2 separate regions of the Pan troglodytes genome follow, and region 1 is linked to region 2. Evidence: chromatin contacts called from public Hi-C data. All regions are on one chromosome and are shown on one strand. Each heading gives the region's core, a stretch centred on a gene start, on an enhancer-like site or on the middle of the called end of the contact. The rest is flanking DNA. Distances are from core to core; before and after follow the strand shown. Region 1 holds the start of CSPP1 (centrosome and spindle pole associated protein 1). Region 2 overlaps ADHFE1 (alcohol dehydrogenase iron containing 1).

Evidence for each region. Hi-C and Micro-C count contacts between places; a contact is called where the count stands out from the background.
Region 1: a contact with region 2 is called in a Hi-C map of stem cell-derived neural progenitor cells, with 2.9 times the contacts expected there. The contact joins the promoter of CSPP1 here to the enhancer-like site in region 2. A contact is called at or near these places in 1 of 7 Hi-C or Micro-C datasets (stem cell-derived neural progenitor cells) and 1 of 1 datasets of contacts at active chromatin or transcription factors (stem cell-derived excitatory neurons).

What each region holds. Positions count from the first base shown.
Region 1 is chr7:75,719,776-75,722,754 of NHGRI_mPanTro3-v2.0_pri, forward strand. It overlaps CSPP1 (centrosome and spindle pole associated protein 1), which reads left to right and starts at 1,522. Exons shown (of 33, transcript XR_010159269.1): 1 at 1,522-1,652. COPS5 (COP9 signalosome subunit 5) reads right to left here and starts at 2,101. Exons shown (of 9, transcript XM_063816381.1): 1 at 1,488-2,101.
Region 2 is chr7:75,094,618-75,097,760 of NHGRI_mPanTro3-v2.0_pri, forward strand. ADHFE1 (alcohol dehydrogenase iron containing 1) reads left to right here. Exons shown (of 13, transcript XR_010159258.1): 4 at 1-5; 5 at 180-334; 6 at 791-987; 7 at 2,839-2,916. Among named protein-coding and RNA genes, the nearest start is that of ADHFE1, 14 kb to the left of the region's middle. Within about 2 kb of position 1,439, at least 9 of the 24 cell types and tissues checked have an H3K27ac peak or open chromatin away from gene starts, as enhancers often do. A contact at or near this core is called in stem cell-derived neural progenitor cells, where this site is marked.

The sequences.
Region 1 (2,979 bases), core at 272-2,771, 630 kb after region 2:
GTGAACCGCATTTGTTCCCAAAGCGTAATTAATCTCGGCAACTGGTTTGTTTTCTTCCTACAGTTAATACAATGTTTAATTTTTTAAATTAGTTCACGTGTTTTAGGTTTTCTTTTTTCTCCATCTCATTGTTCCATCCGTGCAAGATTTTAAGTTTCAAGACACAGGGAGCAGGTCTGCGTTCCTTGTTTTATCTCCTAGCACCTAGCATAGGTGTTCAAGATTTTTTTTTCTTTTCTTTCCTGAAAAGATAGCATCACAGGCCAGGCGCGGTGGCTCACGCCTGTAATCCCAGCACTTTGGGCTGCCGAGGCGGGCGGATCACTTGAGGTCGGGAGTTCAAGACCAGCCTGGCCAACATGGTGAAACCCCGTCTCTACTAAAAAAATACAAAAAAAATTAGCCGGGCGTGATGATGTGCGCCTGTAGTCCCGGCTACTCATGAGGCTGAGGCAGGAGAATCGTTTGAACCCAGGAGGCGGAAGTTGCAATGATCCGAGATTGCGCCACTCCAGCCTGTTAGACAGAGCCAGTCTCAAAAAAAAAAAAAAAAAAAAAAAAAAAGAAAGAAAGAAAGAAAAAAGAAAAGATAGCACCACAGCTGTTAACAACCTGGCCCCTATGCACCTCTTCCAGCTTCATCTCTTTTTAGTCCCCCCTTGAAACTTTTCATTCTAGCAATGCAGATATCTTTACTTTGGCTTTGCATATGTGGTCAGCATTGCTTGAAACGCTCTTTCGTAAATTTTCTGCCTGGGGACTCCTATTAATCTTTAAAAATGCAGTCCAGTGAGATCGACCACGAACTCTTTCTTGACACTCCAATTACCATTCCTTCCATTATGTCTGTAAGTCTCCGTAGGTGCTTCTATAACTGTTACAATGCGGTGTAATAATCAGTTAAGACAAAAACATTAGAATTATTGAATCCACACCACAGCTTGCTGTTTTGGCACTGACTTTCCGTTGAAGAAAATTTCCTTTAAAACCATCTTACAAAGAAATTTAGGGTAAAATAGTACATTAATACCTACCCTTAGTTCCACTCTCCTGGGAAACTAGAGGTCTCTTTTCTAGTGGTAGCATATGGCCATATGCGATTGTATTGGGGTGAACTGAATAATATGTTGAAAATGGTAATGAAAGCCCAGGACCCAATGTTGACCACACTCCTGGGCTAGGAGTAATGCCCTGAGAGGTATGCCAACACTTTTCCTCTCACTACCACCCCTCCCCATTTTTCTTTCCAGGCTCTTACACTGTTCCCAAGCTGGCTGGTGCATGGGAGGTTGGAGAGGCTGGAATAGATTTAGCCTGAGAAGTGGCCCCCACAGTTTAATAGCCCCTGGGCACAGCAGGAGAACGAGTTGACCAAGTCCCCGGCCAGCGTACTGGCGAACCAAGAGCAGCGGGCAGCTATGCGGCCTCCAGGACAGCAGGGGGCGATGTCTTGCCGCGCGGCCGCCTGCAGTGGGGCGGGGCCGTACCCGGCGGTTGGCGAAGGGCGAGCGGAGGGCTGGGCCTGAGGGGCGGAGCCCCGGCCGGAGGTCTGTCATGCTGTTCCCGCGCCAGGTGGCCGCTGTAACCTCTTCGGTCCGCGACGATCCTCTAGAGCACTGTGTGTCTCCCCGGACGCGAGCCCACTCCCCTGAGTAAGAGTCAGCCAGCCGCGGATGGGGAGCGTGAGCGGCGGGGTGTGGCCTGGGGTGGTGTAGGTTGAGGGTGGAGGGTCCTGGGGCTGCATTCGCTGCCCCGGAGCGGGGGCAGGGGCAGTGGCTCCCTCGGGGCGTAGGTCTCGAGGCAACTAGGCCGGCGACGTGCCAGAGTTACAGGCTCTGGAATCTGGGGGTGGGGGTGGGGGGTTTCTTGTCGGCAGGGGGTCTCGTGGCGGCTGGGTGCGGTGGGGGAGGTGCCTGAGTTAAGGGTGTGGAGAGTTGGGATTTCGCCGCCATGAGGCCGGCATCGGTGACTACGAGTTATGAGGGTTGGGGGCGGGAGTTCTGTGAGCAGGGGTCTTGCAGCTGCCGGGCTCGGGGAGGTGCCCTGGTTACACGGTCCGGATTCCTGGGCCACTGCGGTCGCTGCTGCCCGCGGTGTTGTTGATAGCTGGTTGCCTGACGACGCTTCCTAGTCAGCCACCTCCAGGGCCCGGGGGCGAGCGGTTCCTTGGTTCCCATGCGCCTTCTCTCCCCAACGGCCAGGCCTCCCCTGCTCCGTCAAGCCTCCCCGAGCGCCTTTCTTGCCCCTCGGTGCTTGTTATTGTTAACGTGGGAGCGCTTGTGCGCACTGCTTTGCTAGTAAAACTTATTTAATCTTCACCGTAGCTCGTACCGTTGTGACCGTATTTCCCCCCGTGATTGCCCGACTGCTTGAGCTTGAACCTCTTGTTTCTAACTGCCTTGATTTTAGGAATCTTATGTGGGACTCGAATCCAGTTGTCAGTACATGTTATTAATGGGACTCATCTTTTGAGAGAGGCTAGCTCTCAAGATTGTAGGATTAAGACGCTTAACTAGGATTGCGGGGAAGACTAAATTCTGAAGTAAACCATCACCTACTTTCCAAACACCTTGGAAAATGCAGAGGCTTAAAAGCAACCGATAGGAATTTATAAAAAGCCTAAATTAGGCTTTATTCTGTGTGAAGGAATGACTTGTAATGTTGACAAGCTCCATGGAAGCTATTGAGGTATTTTCTTTTCTCCATATCATTCTTCTCCCTAGGAGGTCGCTAGCTTTCTGGTGATTAAATGTCTGCTGAAATGCTCCACAAGGATCAAGTTTTTTTTGTTTGTTTGTTTTGTTTTGTTTTTGGAGACAGGGTCTCGCTCTGTTGTACAGGCTGGAGTGCAGTGGCATTAGTAGAGAAGGGGGTTTCACCTTGTTGGCCAGGCTGGTCTCGAACTCCTGACCTCAAGTGATCCGTTTGCCTCGGCTTCCCAAAGTGCTGGAATTACGGCCCTGAGCCATTGTGCCCGTT
Region 2 (3,143 bases), core at 189-2,688:
GAATGGCAAGTATTCAAGATGTCTACGGTCTCCTACTGTAAATGTTACATATCTCACAAGACACATGCTAAATGACAACAATCACATCCTCTATTTTTAAAAATGTACAATGTGAGTTTGCCAGAAGAGTCTATTGCAGTTCTAGTGGAGTTGAACCTAACTTATAGGTTTTCTTGTAGGACCTAAAAAACATGGGTGCTAAAAATGTGTGCTTGATGACAGACAAGAACCTCTCCAAGCTCCCTCCTGTGCAAGTAGCTATGGATTCCCTAGTGAAGAATGGCATCCCCTTTACGGTTTATGATAATGTGAGAGTGGAACCAACGGATGCAAGGTATTCTTGTATTGTTGTTATTGTTTCTTTACTTTAAGCAGAAGCTAACTGTTGATTAAAACTTGCCCCCAACCAGGTGTGGTGGCTCACGCCTGTAATCCCAGCACTTTGGGAGGCTGAGGCAGGCAGATTGCTTGAGGTCAGGAGTTCGAGACCAGTATGGCCAACATGGTGAAACACTGTCTCTACTAAAAATACAAAAATTAGCCAGTCATGGTGGCAGGCACCTGTAATCCCAGCTACTCGGGAAGCTGAGGTGGGAGAATCACTTGAACCCAGGAGGCATAGGTTGCAGTGAGTCGAGATCGTGCTACTGCACTGCAGCCTGGGCAACAGAATGAGACTCCGTCTCAAAAAAAAAAAAACCCACAAAACTTACCCCAAGCCTTAGTTAATGGCATGGCAATTTATTTCTGAAAAATATAACATACTGGTTTTTATTTTCTCTTCTCCAAGCTTCATGGAAGCTATTGAGTTTGCCCAAAAGGGAGCTTTTGATGCCTATGTTGCTGTCGGTGGTGGCTCTACCATGGACACCTGTAAGGCTGCTAATCTGTATGCATCCAGCCCTCATTCTGATTTCCTAGATTATGTCAGTGCCCCCATTGGCAAGGGAAAGCCTGTGTCTGTGCCTCTTAAGCCTCTGATTGCAGGTAAAGACTGTTTATTTCTTTGTTTGTTTTATTTTGCAATTAGCAATAGATCTTAAGAAAGATGCAAGCCAGTCCTTTTAACATACACATTTCGAAAGCTTTCTGGTTTGTTCATTTCAAATCAATGCCTTGTTTGGAGAACAATCATTCATTTTAAAATTCTGATCTTCATTATTGTATAGATAAAGACAATTGGGGTCAGTGGAAGGAAAGTTTGCAGATTTAAGCTATGGGGTCACCATGTGGAAAAGGGGGAAGGTCATCACTGACATATGATGAGATCCCTCTGTCAGCAGCTTTGTCCTTTAAACTGCTCTCTGTTTTGTCCCATTTTGCCAGCCACTGTCGAATTTAAGGAGAACATTAGCTGTTATTTTTCTGGTGTTGACTCAACCCTTTCTTCTACATAATGGCTCTTCAGCTGACCTCAGGCTTTGTCTCTTCCCTGGGACATGTGGCCAGCATGGCCCATCACGCTGGGTGACATCTGCTCTGTGGCTACCCAGGGCACAGACGTACAAATCCAAATCAGAATAGCTCATTTGTTCCACAGGGGACCTTGAGATTTTCTAGTCTTTTCTTCTCTGCCATTTTTATGGCTGCTAGCATATTACTATTTAAAGTTTTATAGCTAACATGCACTAACTGGTAACTGGGACATATCCTCAGTTTAAAGTTTTGCCCTTTCTTCTCCCCTCTCCTGCCCTATTGTGAAGAGGCCTTGTGATGGGATGTGAGTAAGTCGATGGCAGATGAACTGCTGTGTTGTGAATGAGGGATCAGCAGGGAGCAGCATAATTGGTGTCTGGCAAATGGAACCCTCTGGTGAAACTGTGTCAGCGTCACACAGAGGGGTGATTAGTAAAGTTTAGAAACTTGACAGAACCACAAAACCACGGAGCCCAGCAAAGGCAGAGCGTCACTGTGCTTGCTGCCAAGAGGGAATAAAGATGTCTTTTAGAGACAGCAAATATGAGTTTTGTTACCAGAGGTGCTGGGCAGCCTGCATTGACCCAGCTGCAGCTGCTTAAGCTCTGGCCCCCAAGGAGCCTGAGGTTCCCAGAGCTCACTGCTATTAATACAGCACAGTCATCACACACGTGCATGATTAACATATATACATGTTAACAAAGACACAGAAGTCATACATGCATGTTAACACAGGTACAGAGATCACATGCACATTAAACACACATGCATGTTAATACAGACAGACACCATACATATTAACACTCATATTTATGCAGAAGCAGGCAATATGCATATTAAATGTGACCATGTTAATGCAGACACATACAGGCATATTAAACACACATGCATGCTAAACATGCATGTATGTTAATGCAGACATGGACATCATACATGCATGCTAACACAGATACAGAGGTCACACATACATATTAAATATACATACACATTAATACAGACACAGACATTATGCATATTAAACAACATAAACATTCATCCAGCAGTCATGATACATGTCAAACATGCAAGTGCATTAATGCAGGCATAGACATCAATGTACATGCTAAACATACATGCATGCCAATATAGATACAGACCTCATGCATGCCTGTTAATGCAGATACAGACATCATACACATTGGACTTACATTCATGATAACACAGACACTGACATCCTCCGTGTTAGATTACATACATATTAATGCAGACATAGACATCATACATGTTAGGCTTCCATACATGTTAATTCATATATATCATGCAAACAAGAGGGTCAGCAAAGTTTCCTTCTCTAATTTTGTTCCTCAGTCCTAAGGCTGAATTAGGTATCTCCACTAACCTTTATTTAGATGCTTTATTAAAATTAATATTATTTTGTTCAAGTGCCAACTACCTCAGGAACCGGGAGTGAAACTACTGGGGTTGCCATTTTTGACTATGAACACTTGAAAGTAAAAATTGGTAAGAACCATACTTTTGAATTATCTCCCTTACCTTTCAACTCCACACTCTTCTTTAAATCCTAATATTTAAAAATCAAGCAGTTATGATACAGTTAGAATAAGCCCCAATATTCTATAGAAGAGTAAGATGACGAAAGTCAGCAACAAAGTATTGTATATTTCAGAGTAGCTAGAAGAGAGGACTTGAAATGTTCCCAAAAAGTACTCAAGTGATGGATACCCCAC